3 separate regions of the Sus scrofa genome follow, and all the other regions are linked to region 1. A link is a contact called in public Hi-C data. All regions are on one chromosome and are shown on one strand. The core of a region is the stretch at or near the end of the contact, and the rest is flanking DNA. Distances in the headings are between cores, read along the strand shown.

Region 1 (4,642 bases), core at 594-3,093:
ATCCGGCGTTGCCGTGAGCTGTGGTGGAGGTTGCAGATGCGGCTCGGATCCCGCGTTGCTGTGGCTCTGGCGTAGGCCGGTGGCTACAGCTCCGATTCAACCCCTAGCCTGGGAACCTCCATATGCCGCGGGAGTGGCCCAAGAAATAGCAACAACAACAACAAAAAGACAAAAAGACAAAAAAAATAAATAAATAAAACCTGAATTGTACTCTTAACCAAGTCATTCAGATTCCAAAGTCTCTGTTCTTATCCACTGTGATTTGCTGCCCAAATATAAAATCAATTGTGTGTGTGTGTGTTTGTATAGGCAGGGAATTCAGCAGCCTGATTATCAAGATCCTTTCCTCTCCAGGACCTTTCCCAGAACTTAATTAAGCTTCCTAGATCCTAGGGTTCTGGCCCTACCCCTCAGCTCCGATGTTCCTGGCTCTGTGAGAGGGGTCTCATCACGCGTTGGCCCTTCCTGGGTCCCAGGCGCCTCTGGCCCTGAAGACAGCTCCCCCTGGCTCTCATGGTGTCGGAGAAGGGCTTCCACAGTTTCATCCAGCTGAAAGGAGAAAGCACCAAAAATGTTAGGAATCCCTCAGGTGCTTCCTAGCATGATACTCCCTTTCTAACAGAGAAGTCTGAGAACTGGCAGCTGGATCAAAGCCCAGTCTTGTAAAGGAGAGGGGCATTCACCTGGGCCCAGTAGCGATTGACAATGAGGAGTGTGGCATCATCTGTAGCCTGCCTCTTCTCCAGTTTCTCAATTCGTTCTCGGAGTTCATCTTCACAAGCCTGTCTCTGTTCCAATCGCTCTGCTAGTTTCTTGTTCTTGAACTGCAGAACCTTCAGGTCCATCTCCTCCTACCAAGGAAACAGAGGGGCCGAGGAGAGAGAGGGTCAAGAAGGGCCCAAGAAACCAATCAGAGAAAGAGACAAAGGAAAGCAGATAGAACGGATGTGAGAGGGGAGCAGACTGCTAACAGGACATACAAAGCTCAGACACCCACGGAGGAAGCGTCTTGTTTGTAAGGAGCGTCACGTTCTGCTCCTGCCTCTTTCTACCTGAAGTCTGACATGTCTGTCACACGCTCTCTGGGAACCTGTTTGCCTATCTGCGAGGGGAAGGCAGACGTCATGTCCTAGGTTTCCTTCAACAGAATGCTCTGTAAAGTGGATCTGGTTAAACTTGGGGAACTGGGAAAACGGTTCTGGGAAGTTGGGCGGGCTGGGGCAGGAGCCCACGAACCGTGGAAGAGATGCCCCCAAGACGAATGGGCTCTATAAGCGTTGTTGTTGTCTTCTCCTCGCGGTTCAGCTTCTTCTCTGGGGGCCCCGAGCCCCCATCGCCGGCGGCGCGTTTGTTGCCGGGCCCAGACATGGCCGCGGCGGCGAGGAGCGGCCCCCGGTCTCTCGAGGACGTCAGGCAGGCGGACTCGGCACTTCCGTCACCTGCAGAAGACAGAGAGTAGAGCTGGGGAAGGGGACGGAGGTCCGCAGCCACGAGCCTACCCCCGCACACAGCTGCCGGACCCCGCCCCGCCGGCCCCGGGCCCCTCACCAGCAGCAGGATCAGCCTAGCGCCGCCATCTTGGACTTCACCGGACGTCACTGGGCACCCCCGCCCCCCAGCACAGAGCGCAGGCGCCAGAGGCAGCGCCGGATGTGGCGAAATCTTCTCCAGTTCCTGTTTCTATTGGTTGTGCTTTGTTCCTCCTCTTGCGTCCGTTTGGTTTCTTTCTGAACACCTCCTCTTTCTCTCAGTGATTGGCCGGTAGGCAGTTGCCATGGTAACTGACAACACACTTCCACTCCGCAGTCCTAATAACGCCGCCTGCCTCAGATTAACAACTTCGAAGAGAGGGCACCGGGGCGGGGTTTGCATCTTATTATGCATGCGCATTCTCTTCTCACAGTTTGGCGAGCACGGTACACTTTCTCCCTTCCTACTGGATCCTCCTTAGCAACCGTCACCGTTGAGACGGAGGGACGCCCCCAGCCGATTGGCTGTACCCGGCCTCTCTGCAGCGTAGATTGGCTGAAGCGTCGATAAGGGCCAGGCCTTGGCAGTCGCCGCCCGAGATCGGCTGTCCCAGAACCGAGGCAGGATAAAGACGGTGGGGACCCGCGACACAGAGGAGCGACCAGATGATCCGCCGGAAATCCAGCCAATTCCGGCGACTGAAAAGGCGGTCGGAGCTGGACCAGCACTCCGAACTGCGGCGAGAACATGAGAAAGACCATGAGAAGGACCTCAGCTCGTTGGATGAATCGGCCAAGAGGATGGGAACAGGAGTGCGGACCGAGTCAGGGACCGTGGCCTCAGTGGATGCGAATGAAGATCCTGCAGCCAACTTGTTCCCGGTGAGGACAGGTCAGAGTGGTCTGCTCATGAATGTTTATAAAAGGGCTCCCAGGCAGGGGGCCGTTTGTTTCCCGGGCTGCCTTGGTGAAGAGGCAGGCTTGAACTGCTTGTCAATACGCTCATGAATAGTACTTAGGGATCGCCGAAGCCCAGCCCGCCGGTATTGCTAGTACACAGTTTTTAAGATGAGAAGGCAAGGTATCGCGTTGTTAGACCACCAGAGATTCACCAAGGGCAAAGAACCACGGGCCAGGACTAACAACGCAGCTCTGCCTTTCCCAATCCGCTTTCTCTCCCGCAGCCGCCGCTACCCCAGCCCCGGATCTGCATATGGTGAGTGTGAAGAGCTTTGAGGGAAAGTTACCCTTCACACTTGTATTATTCCTTTAGCGCTTCCTTACGAGCCTGTCAAACAGGACGGAATTCCCATTTTACAGACAAGGAGACTGAGGCCCAGAGATACAATTACCCAAGATGACTATAAGCCAGGTCTCCCGCTGCCTCAGTGACTTTGTTATAAAGTTACACAGCGAGTTAGTGGAAGAGCCAAACCTCTTAACTCAGGTCTCTTGCTTCCCAGTCCTACGCTCTAGCCATCATAGCCTTGTCCTAAGACTAATGCATAATGGCCAACACCTTTTCCCCTCTTTTCCTATGATAGGAAGTACCTCGACATCCATTCCATGCAGAGGCTGGAGAAGACAACCAACGTGGAGGAGATGAGGGAGTATGGCGGGGAGTAGGGACAGGAAGAACTGGCTCTTGGAGAAGGCTGAGGCAGTGGGCTGGGAAGGCATGAGGAATGCCTGGCTCCAAAGCACCTTGTGACTTAGTGTAGGGTGGTGAAGGGAGATGAAGGGAGACTCTAGTTGCCACTCATTCCTTCCTCTCTCCTTCCCAAGGGTGCTGGCTGAGTTGTTGGGGCTCAGCTGTCCTGAGCAGAACCTGCGAGATGCCATCACCCTGGACCTCTTCTCCCACATACTCATCTTCTGCCGCCATCAGGGCTTCTCACTGGAGCAGACATCAACAGCTTGTGCCCTGCTCCAAGATCTTCACAAGGCCTGTATCGGTAAGAGGAGAGGCTACCCGAGAGTTGAGTCCAGGGCAGAGGAGGAGGATGGCACAAGTGACCAGGGGAGTCAAAGCAGGATTACCACCTGAAACCATGGTTCTGACATTACTAGGAGTATCATCACACACAACTTATCTCACCTCACCTTTCAAATCCTCCATTTCCTATTTTTTTTTTTCTTTTAAGCGCTACTCCCATGGCATTCGGAAGTTCCCAGGTTAGGGGTCAAATCGGAGCTACAGCTGCCAGCCTACATACACCTCAGCCACAGCAATGCCAGATCCTTAACCCAGAGTGGGGCCAGGGATCGAATGTGCATCCTCCTGGATACTAGTCGAGTTCATTACTGCTGAGCCACACGGTAACTCTCTATTTCCTTCTTTCTTTCTTTTCTTATTTTTTGTGCTTCTTAGGGCCGCACCCGCGGCATATGGAGGTTCCCAGGCTAGGGGATCTAATTAAAGCTACAGCTGCCAGCCTACACCACAGCCACAGCAATGCCAGATCCGAGCCGTGTCTGCAACCTACACTGCAGCTCATGGCAGTGCTACATCCTTAACCCACTGAGCAAGGCCAGGGATTGAACCCACAACCTCATGGTTCCTAGTCAGATTCATTTCTGCTGTGCCACGACAGGAACTCCTATTTCCTTATTTATTTATTTATTTTTCATTTGTTTTTGTCTTTGTGCCTTTTCTAGGGCCACTCCCATGGCATATGGAGGTTCCCAGGCTTGGGGTCAAATCGGAGCTGTTGCCACCGGCCTACGCCAGAGCCACAGCAACATGGGATTCAAGTTGTATCTGTGAGCTACACCACAGCTCACCGCAACGCCGGGTCCTTAACCCACTGAGCGAGGCCAGGGATCGAACCCTCAACCTTGTGGTTCCTAGTTGGATTCGTTAACCACTGCGCCACGACAGGAATTCCTATTTCCTTATTTCTAATAAGGATATAGCAATAACATTATGAAACTGTTCTGAGAAATAGTATATGTGATATATGTAAATATATGTGCATGGTGTTCCGTGAAATAACTCCTGCTTTATTCCTGGAACTGATTTCCTACAGAATGTTTAACAAGACTTAAAATTATGTATTTCTTGGCTTGTTGTAGGTCACTCTGACCAGAATATAAGTGTATTAAGGGCAGGACCTCCTCTGTCTTGATCGGGGCCTAGAGCAGTACACAGTGGGTACTCAATATTTGCTGCC
Region 2 (4,447 bases), core at 1,633-4,132, 130 kb after region 1:
GCTGGTCAGATATCCAGTGAATCCATCCCGGAGACCATCTTTATGTCTGTGCGCCTTACGGAGTTCGGTTCTCCCAGAGGGCTCACCTGGTCCAGCACCAGCTGCTCCACACGGGGACAAGCCCTATGCACATCCAGATTGTGGCCGATGCTTCCGGCAGTTCACAGACACAGCTCGGATCCCATGTTGCTGAAGCTGTGGTGAGGCCAGCAGCTGTAGATCTGATTCAGCCCCTAGACTGGAAACCTCCATATGCCGCTGGTGCAGCCCTAAAAAGACCAAAAAAAAAAAAAACAAAAAACAAAAAAAAAACAACAAACCCAATTAGTATTCTGTCCAGCCTGCATTCCCACTTCCTGGATGTTGGAAGGGGGCCTAGCGCCCTGAGCGAGACCAAGCAATCGAATCTGCAACCTCATGATTCCTAGTTGGCTTTGTTTCTGCCACGCCACATCAGGAACTCCTCGGCTCAGGCTTTAATCATCTCCTTTCCTTTTCCACGTTAGCATCTTCTCCGTGTTCAGTTGGCAGCGCATCATTACCAATTGGGCAAAATGTCCACGAAGATTAGGTCCTTTCTAGCCTCCTCTATTTAGTCCATTTCTTCCTTCAAAATGAAATGGATTCACAGGAGTTCCCTTGTGGTACAGTGAGTTAAGGATCCAATGTTGTCACTGCAGTGGCTTGGGTTGCTGCTGTGGCACAGGTTCGATCCCTGGCCTAGGAACTTCCATATGCTGTGGGCACAACAAAAAAAACCCCAATAAGACAAAACAAACAAAAAAACCCCAAACAAACAAAAAGAAATTTTTGCTATTCATTTGCCTTTTTATTCCTTTTGCAGCCTAAGTTTACATTCTTATTTCTCCAAGCAGAAGTATGTGTGTGCAGAGAGAGTAGGCACAAAGCTATCAGTTCATCTTGCAGACTCCCGGCGCAGTCTTACTAAAACATCAATGAAAGGTCATTTGTTTCTCTAGACTGATCTAGAGCTCCCCGATGTACAGGATGAAGCCCTGCACCAACCTCCCCTTCCAGTCCTCCAGTGTTACCCTAAGTGTATCCTGTACTACATTAGAACTTTCCTGAAGTTCTGCCTTGTGCCCGAGATTTCACAGCCATGGAATTCAGGTGTTTAGTCAACAAATGTATATCGAACAGCACTGCTCTCCTTACATCCTACCTGTTCATAGACCAAAGTCATTGGTCCCACTGAGTTAGCGATCTGGAAAGCTATTAGGAGGAGGGACTCTGCCTTTTGGGGGACAATCATGGAATTCCACGTGCTTCCCCAGTAATTTGTTCAGGTAACAGTCACCATCCTTGGACAGAGTAGAACTCAATGAAGGCTTACTGCAGGTTGCTTTGGGTTTTGTTTTTTTCTTTTTACAGCTGCAGGTGCGGCATATGGAGATTCCCAGGCTAGGGGTCGAATTGGAGCTACAGCTGCAGGCCTACACCACAGCCCCAGTAACATGGGATCGAGTACATCTGTGACCTACAATGCAGCTCATGGCAACGCCAGATCCTTAAGCCACTGACCAAGGCCAGGGATCGAACCCAAGTCCTCATGGATACTAGTCAGGTTCATCACTGCTGAGCCACGAGAACGCTTCTTTTTTTTTTTTTAAACAGACAAAACTGCGTTATATGGAAGTTTCCAGGTTGGCAGTTGAATCCAAGCTGCATCTGAGACCTATGCCGCACACAGGATTCACTGCATCTGACTGGGGATTGAACCCATACCTGGGCAGCAACTTGAGCAGCTGCAGTGTGATGATTCTTTTTTTTTTGGTCTTTTTTTTTCCCATTTCTTGGGCCGCTCCTGCGGCATATGGAGGTTCCAGGCTAGGGGTCCAATCCAGCAACAGCAACGCGGGGATCCGAGCCGTGTCTGCAACCTACACCACAGCTCATGGAAATGCCGGATCCCTAACCCACTGAGCAAGGCCAGGGATCGAACTCACAACCTCAGGGTTCCCAGTCAGATTCGTTAACCACTGAGCCATGATGGGAACTCCTGCAGTGAGATTCTTAACCCACTGTGCCATAGCAGGAACTCCTATGAACATATTAATGTTATTATCTATATTACTTATATCTTGTGTATTGTGTTTTATAAGATTAATGCCTCTTGCATTAGCCAATGTATAACCAGGCCTCAACAAAATCGATGGCTAAATGTCGCGTGGCTGTGTGTGTGTGTGTGTGTGTGAAGTTTTATAAAGAATAAAACTTCTATTTTTTTCAGGAAAAACTGCTATATATCCTGGCTCCTGCCTCTCTGGAGCAGTTCCTCGGAGCTATCTGGGAGGTTGCAGTGCTCAGCAAAGTCCCCAACGTGCAATTTTTAGGTCCTGCGTTTTTTTTCAATGGACAAAATCTTTGCTCGCTTTCCTTACTAGCAGGACCCCTCTGAGATTTTCTTAGTTAGTAGAACTAGGTTGATAATCATCCCTTCACACAATGGTAACAAAAAATAAATAAGACGAAATGTGTGATGTGCTGGGCGTGGTACTTGAGCCCAATTCTCCTCCCTAAAAGGCCACAAGGTAGTTACACGCTATCTGCCTCGAAGGCTTCTCTGAGAAAGCCACTATAAGGCAAACCAGGGAAATCTCAGACCCGGGTTGGCCAGAGTGGCTCCGTCGCACAAATCCTTCCCTACCTCGGCTTATCGGGGGATCTTTACAGATCCCAAGTGGGGTCGCCCTTGGCGCCTCCAGACTCACGGCAGTCGCCTAACGCCGAGTCCAACTCCCTGCCCTTACGTTTCCGTTGGCTTCATTTAAACAGGCCGCTTTTGGCATCACCCAATCAGAATGCTCGATCTTCGGTCGCCGCCCAATGAGCTCGTGGAATGGGGGAAAAAGGGCGTGAAGCCCAATCGCAGCGCCATCACACTTGAGGGCAAAGAGGTTAGGAAGCCGGCATGGCGCTCCGGTCAATAAAATCGATAGCTGGAAGCTGCCTGTGTTTCAGGCAAAGGCGGTGCAGTAGCGGCGCCGCCATTTTCCCCGAAGGCATCTTCCGGTGCCTTTCACCCAAGTTCGGGCAGGAGTTTCCTGAATAACAGCGAAAGGTTTCCGTTAGCCCCGCAGGCGGCCGATTCCGGTTCCCTCCGGGCCTCCCTGGGCACGCTCCGCCCGGGTCCGGCGGGGGCTCCCAAACCTCGGGGCCAGCCAGCTCCCAGGGGCCGAGGCCGGGACGGGGACGGTCGTGGCGCCGGCTTCTCGGGCCCAATGGCGCGGCCTTCCGCTCCGCTCCCCGCGCGGGGAGCGGGAGAGGCCGGACCCGGCCGGAGAAGGGGAAGGAGGCCAAGGGCGGTGAAGTTCGCGGACGTGGCCGTGTACTTCTCCCCGGAGGAGTGGGGGTGTCTGCGGCCCGCGCAGAGGGCCCTGTACCGGGACGTGATGCGGGAGACCTACGGCCACCTGGGCTCGCTCGGTGAGGCCCGGCCCAGTCCGCTTCCGCGGGGCCGAAGGGATGGAGGAGATGGGGGGCGGGGGAAGGGCAGGGAGACCAGAGTGTCCGAGGTCCTGGCCTGCGACCAGGTTGTGTGAAGGGAGGAGGACGGGGGCTTGGCAGGAGATGCACCGGGTAGATGTATCTACCCAGCGTTGTGGACGATCTGGGCCTCTGACTGGTTCTCCTTCCCCAGGGTGCGCAGGTCCCAAACCATCCCTCATCTCCTGGTTGGAACGAAATACCGATGATTGGGAACCGGCTGCCCTGGATCCACAGGAGTGCCCAAGGGGGGTAACAGTCCAGAGAAGTGAGTGAAAGATGCCTCTGTGGAGGGTTTGCAGCCTCTAATGACTTGGTCCAGTGTTTTGGTGGCCAGGGGTACCGATGACCTATGCTGTAATGCTCCACTGACTGTGTTCATTTTCACAGCTTAGGGGTTCTTGTCTCATTGATGGTGAGTCCCTCCCTCCACCAACGATACACTTGTCAGTTTGTAAACTAACCACCTGCGGTTGTCTGTTGTGTGAGTGGATCCCTGAGCTTTTTTTTTTTTTTTTTTTTTAAAAAAAGAGCTACTGGAGTTCTCTGTTGTGGCTCAGCAAGTTAAGAACCCAACCAGTACCCCCCAAGGATTCCAGTTCGATCCCTGGCCTTGTTCAGTGGGGTTAAGGATCTGGTGTTGCTGCTAAGCCATGATGTATAGCTGGCAGATACAGTTGGGATCCGGTGTGGCTGTGGCCATGGCCTGCAGCTCCAATTGGACCCCTAGCCTGGGGACTTCCTTATGCTGCAGATGTGGCCATAAAAAAAGAGAAAGAGCTACTATCCTTCTGCCTACTTTTAGGACTCTGCCTTCTGCCTGCTTTGAACTAGGCTGTGACTAAGATACTACACCTCTTGAGTTTTCTGGGGTTGGGTTGAAGGGATCTTATGTAGCACGGGGTCTGGGGTGCAGGGCCTGTTTTTGCCCTTCTGGCAG
Region 3 (5,013 bases), core at 156-2,655, 250 kb before region 1:
ATCCATTGATCACATTGTCTGGAAGAAGAGGAGTGGGCCTGAAAAGAGAAGCAGCCAGAGAGAGAGGAGGGCCAGCAGGAGAAATATCACAGAAGCCAGAGGAAGAGAGAATTCCCAGGAAGGTGTGCCTAACAGTGTCTAATACTGTTGGGAGGTCAAGCATGATAAGAACTGAAAAATATCCATTGTATTTGGCATCTTGGGGACACCAGGCATTAGTTGTCAGGGGAATACTGGGGGCAGGAGCTAGTTTATGGTGTGCTGGGCAGCAAGGAAGAAGAGATTGGCAGTGTAAAATCTTCCCAAACATTTGATTGTGAAGGGATATTTGTTGCAGCTTCTTCTTTTTTTTTTTTTTTTTTTTTTTTTTTTTTTGTCATTTTGCCTTTTCTAGGGCCACTCATGTGGCATATGGAAGTTCCCAGGCTAGGGATCTAATCAGAGCTGTAGCTGCCTACCTACACCACAGCCACAGCAACACGGGATCGGAGCCACATCTGCGACCTACACCACAGCTCATGGCAACGCCGGATCCTTAACCCACTGAGCAAGGCCAGGGATTGAACCTGCAACCTCATGGTTCCTAGTCGGATTCATTAACCACTGAGCCACGACGGTTGCAGCTTCTAAAATGCGGGAAAGTGAGAGGTCTTTTGTGCGCAGTGGGTTAAAGATCTGGCCGTTGTCACTGAAGCAGCTTGGGTTGCTGCTGTGGCGCCTATTTCATACCTGGCCCAGGAACTTCCACATGCTGTGGCAGGCATGGTCAAAAAAAAAAAAAAAAAAAAAGAATCGTGAAAAGTTTTAATGCAAATGGGAAGGAAGAAGAGATATAGGTGAGATGGGTCTTCAGTCAGTAGATGCTACATCTGTGTAGGGGAGAGCTCAGCTAGCCCACCGAGGGCTTGGAAAGGAGGGACTGTTGAGTTGATCTGGGCTCAGGTTTCGCCAGGTGGCGCCACAATAGAACAGAGGTTAAGATACTGTCCAGGGTAGGGTGGACGTGACAGAGCTGGGAATGTAGGGGAGAAACGGAGAGAGAAATCGGCCATTAGGAGGCGCTGGTGCAGCAGGAGGGAATGGCTAAGCAAGCTAGGCTGATCGAAAGTTGGAGTCCAAAAAAGTTTGAGATAATTTCAGGGAAAACGCTTGGTTCTTGATTGCATCGCTATGTTTGCTGGATTCCCTGATCCGCTGGTCTCTCGGTCTTGGATGTTTCAAAGTTAGAACAGGACTTGGCATAGAATAAGCGCTATATACTGTAATTTAAAAACCAATATAATTTTTAAAACTCCGGAGACTCCATTACCCGTGAGGCATTGCGGCCGCCCAGACTACAACTCCCATCATGCCTGGTAGGCCTTCAAATCCGTAAATACCCACGTCCCTTGATCTGGTTTTCCAGTCCCAGCATTCCTCAACTGTTTTCTTAGTGCCGCAGCACGCCTGCCAAGTCCTAGGAACAACCAATTAGGTCAGGGAGTACGAGACCAGCAGGCCAATCGCCCAGTCAGAGGGGCGAGAGGGGGAGTGGCCAGATCCTGCCCCGCCCCTGCTCCGTGGCTGGCTCCATTTCGGCTGGTGCCTCGGGCGGGACCACTCGGGCGGGACCAGAAGACATGGGCACTACCTGGCGGAATCCTGGCTGGGTGCGGTTCGCGCTTTGCCTCGCGGGCTTAGTGCTGTCTCTCTACGCTCTGCACGTGAAGGCGGCGCGCGCCCGGGACCGGAATTACCGCGCTCTCTGCGACGTGGGCACCGCCATCAGTTGTTCCCGCGTCTTCTCCTCCAGGTGCGCGCGCGCGTGGAAGGCTTGGGGGACCTGCCTGTTCGTAGAAGTGGTGCATGGGAACCGGGTGTGCATGGCGGCCAGGTTGCCAGATGATCCTCAAATGTGGGATCTGGGTGCCCGGGGAGCGGACGCACAGGGGCGAGCTGCTCAAGGGGGCGTTGCCTGGTGAAATGGGTGTGTCCGAGTTAGAAGTGTGAGGCCGAAGGGGCAGATAGTGCTTTGTACTGAAGTTATTCGAGGGAGTGCACGTGGATCCTGATGACGAGGAATAACAGTGACTGGGCACGACGGGGAGGTGTGAGCACGTGTAGGCACTGATGATGGTCTTGAGGACGGCCGTACCTGGGGCCAAGGTGGCCAGGTCCGACTGTGCTCTAGAGTCCAGGGTTAGTGGGATGACCTAAGAGAGAGGAGGGGAGTGCGTGGCCAGGATGTTGGAAGTTTAGGGGTCCAGGACAGGGAGATTCTGCCCTCGTTTCCCAGTCTCTGGTAATCATAAGGCAAGATGAAGAGTTATATCCACCTTGCCATCTTATGAATTATTGAAAGTCTAAGATGAAAAGAGCAGTCTATGGGGGAGCCATGGTCAGGCGTGGTCTGACCCGAAGATGGGGGAGGATAGGGGCAGTGACATGGGATCCTGACGTGGCCAAAGAAAGGCCATACCAGGAGGTCATTGACCCTTGGACTCAGGTGGGGGTTGGGGGAAGAGGGAGAAGGGGAAGGACAGCCCTGGTGGTTCGCTGGAAATGCTCTTCCCATGTCAGGGGCCACAGTTGACACTCCTAACCTGGGGCCTCCCCTCCGCCAGGTGGGGCCAGGGCTTCGGACTGGTGGAGCAGGTGCTGGGCAAGGACAGCGTCCTCAATCAATCCAACAGCATATTTGGCTGCATCTTCTACACACTACAGCTGTTGTTAGGTGAGTGTTGCACCCTCTCATGACGTGACAGGCCCCTTCCCCTCTTGGCCAGCCCAGCCCCATCCCTTGGCAATCTTTTTTTTTTTTTTTTTTTTTTTGGCTTTTTGCTATTTCTTGGGCCGCTCCTGCGGCATATGGAGGTTCCCAGGCTAGGGGTCGAGTCGGAGCTGTAGCCACCAGCCTACGTCAGAGCCACAGCAGTGGGGGATCCGAGCGCGTCTGCAACCTACACCACAGCTCAGGGCAACGCCGGATCATTAACCCACTGAGCAAGGGCAGGGACCGAACCCGCAACCTCATGGTTCCTAGTTGGATTCGTTAACCACTCCACCACTACAGGAACTCCTTTTTTTGTCTTTTTTAGGGCTGCACTTGTGGCACGTGAAAGTTCCCAGGCTAGGGGTCGAATCGGAGCTACACCACAACCACAGCAACGCAGGATCAGAGAGGCATCTGCAACCTGCACCACAGCTCACAGCAACCTTGGATCCCTCACCCACTGAGTGAGGCCAAGGATCAAACCTGCATCCTCATGGATACTAGTCAGGTTCATTACCACTGCGCCAGCATGGGAACTCCTCCCTTGGCAATTTTGGTGACCTAGACAGCTGACCGCCAACTGCTCACCACTGAGCACCCTGGAGGTGGAAACAGGAGTCTTTATTCTCAGAACCAGAAGGGCCCTTAAAGACTTCCTAGGAGCCCGATTTTGTGGGAAAGACTCAGAAGTTCCTTTCTGGGGGGAATCCAAGGATTTCTTGTCTATCATTTCATGTAGATCTTGGCAGGAAAATTCACTATTTGGGTCCCAGGGATCATTGAACAGATAACGAATCAAGGCCTTGGTGGGGCCTCAGAGCCTTTCTTTCTCTTTCTTTTTTTCTTCTTTTCCCCTTTTCAGCTGCACCTATGGCGTCTGGAAGTCTCCGGGCCAAGGATCGAATGTGAGCATGCTGGATCCTTAACCCACTGTGCTGGGCTGGGGATTGAACCGGCAATGCCACAGAGACAAGCTGGATCCTTAACCCCTTGCACCACAGTGGCAACTCCCAGAGCCTGTCATTTTAGAGAGTCTTCTGGGTGGCACCATGGAGTCACAGCATGTTCTAGAGGTGAGCAGTCCCCAAAGCCCAGGCCTGACCCTCTTCTGCCTTGCAGGTTGCCTACGGGGCCGCTGGGCATCTGTCCTGCTGGTGCTGAGTTCCCTGGTGTCTCTAGCTGGTTCTGTCTACCTGGCCTGGATCCTCTTCTTCGTGCTTTATGATTTCTGCATCGTTTGCCTCACCACCTACGCCATCAACCTGGGCCTGATGGTGCTCAGTTTCCGGGAGATGCAGGGACCCCAGAGCAAGGTCAAGGAGCACTGAGCCCTCACCCCAAGCCAGGCCGACTTTATCTGCTCTCCTTTGGCATATGACCCTTGCCCAAGGGGACTACATCCGGATCCTTAGAAGTGTCTGCAACTTGCCTCCTCCATCCTCCCTCACAGGACGATGGACCAACCATGCCGCACTGTCTCCTCCACCTTAGTGTCTCTGGCTCTGTCCCCAAGGGCTGGTTCCCAAAGCTCCTGCTATTGCTCAAGGAGGGAAGGTTCAGAGCAATAAAATTTCTTAAATAAACTGGCCAGGTCTGAGCCATCCTTCTGCCAGGGACCTTAGTACTGGGGCTTCCCCCCCCCCCGTCTTTCTTCCTCTGGGACTGGAAGGTATGAGTCAGAGGAAGAGTGGAAGGGTGGTTAGTCCCTTCTCCAGTATGTGGAGTCAGCAAGACCTGGGGCGCCATCAGCCCCCACCCCCAGGAAACAGGTTGGCAGCTTGTCCCTGCTGCCCACGGAAGCCAGGCCCCATCTTCTGGGACAGCCAAGCATGCACTTGCAAGGGCGAGTTGCCTTTCTGGGTGTGTAGGCTTGCTGGGAAGTCCTTCCGATAATCTAACCTTAACCCTTCCAGCTGCCTTATCTACCTCCACAAGCCATCTTGGCAGCCCTGAAGGGCCAGGGATGGGTCATTTTCATTTCGTTTTTCCTAATGTGTCCTAAGCACTTGTCCACCTGCGAAGCACTGTTTAGGAACATGGCATGTGTCAACGCATTTAAACCTTATAGCGATTGTACGAGGTAGGTATCATTACAGTCATCCCTCAGTATCTGCAGGAAACTGGTCCAGGACCCACCCACTCCCAACCCCCGCAACCAAAACCCAAGGATGCCCAGGTCCCTTAGATAAATGGTGTAGTATTTGCATGTAACCTACACACATCCTGCTGTACACTTTGATATACTTTTAAGTCATCTCTAG

What was found. A called contact is a pair of places that touch in the nucleus more often than the background predicts.
Region 2: a contact with region 1 is called in a Hi-C map of liver, with 4 times the contacts expected there. The contact joins the promoter of ZNF689 here to the promoter of CCDC189 in region 1. A contact is called at or near these places in 1 of 5 promoter capture datasets (liver) and 3 of 47 Hi-C or Micro-C datasets (heart right ventricle, liver and skeletal muscle).
Region 3: a Hi-C map of liver shows a contact between it and region 1, with 3 times the contacts expected there. The contact joins the promoter of VKORC1 here to the promoter of CCDC189 in region 1. A contact is called at or near these places in 2 of 5 promoter capture datasets (fetal liver and liver) and 2 of 47 Hi-C or Micro-C datasets (liver and skeletal muscle).

The regions. Positions count from the first base shown.
Region 1 is chr3:17,634,311-17,638,952 of Sscrofa11.1, forward strand. It overlaps CCDC189 (coiled-coil domain-containing protein 189), which reads left to right and starts at 1,844. Exons shown (of 8, transcript XM_013992414.2): 1 at 1,844-2,351; 2 at 2,654-2,685; 3 at 3,014-3,079; 4 at 3,255-3,424. The coding sequence starts at 2,136. RNF40 (E3 ubiquitin-protein ligase BRE1B) reads right to left here and starts at 1,680. Exons shown (of 20, transcript XM_021086412.1): 1 at 1,549-1,680; 2 at 1,237-1,439; 3 at 684-851; 4 at 408-549. The coding sequence starts at 1,368.
Region 2 is chr3:17,763,858-17,768,304 of Sscrofa11.1, forward strand. It overlaps ZNF689 (zinc finger protein 689), which reads left to right and starts at 2,883. Exons shown (of 3, transcript XM_021086420.1): 1 at 2,883-3,447; 2 at 3,662-3,775. The coding sequence starts at 3,243. It overlaps LOC110259905 (a long non-coding RNA gene), which reads left to right. Exons shown (of 2, transcript XR_002342364.1): 2 at 2,252-2,498. LOC110259906 (a long non-coding RNA gene) reads right to left here. Exons shown (of 4, transcript XR_002342366.1): 4 at 1-3,065.
Region 3 is chr3:17,384,825-17,389,837 of Sscrofa11.1, forward strand. VKORC1 (vitamin K epoxide reductase complex subunit 1) reads left to right here and starts at 1,406. Exons shown (of 3, transcript XM_003124473.5): 1 at 1,406-1,792; 2 at 2,604-2,713; 3 at 3,872-4,338. The coding sequence starts at 1,620. The coding sequence ends at 4,080.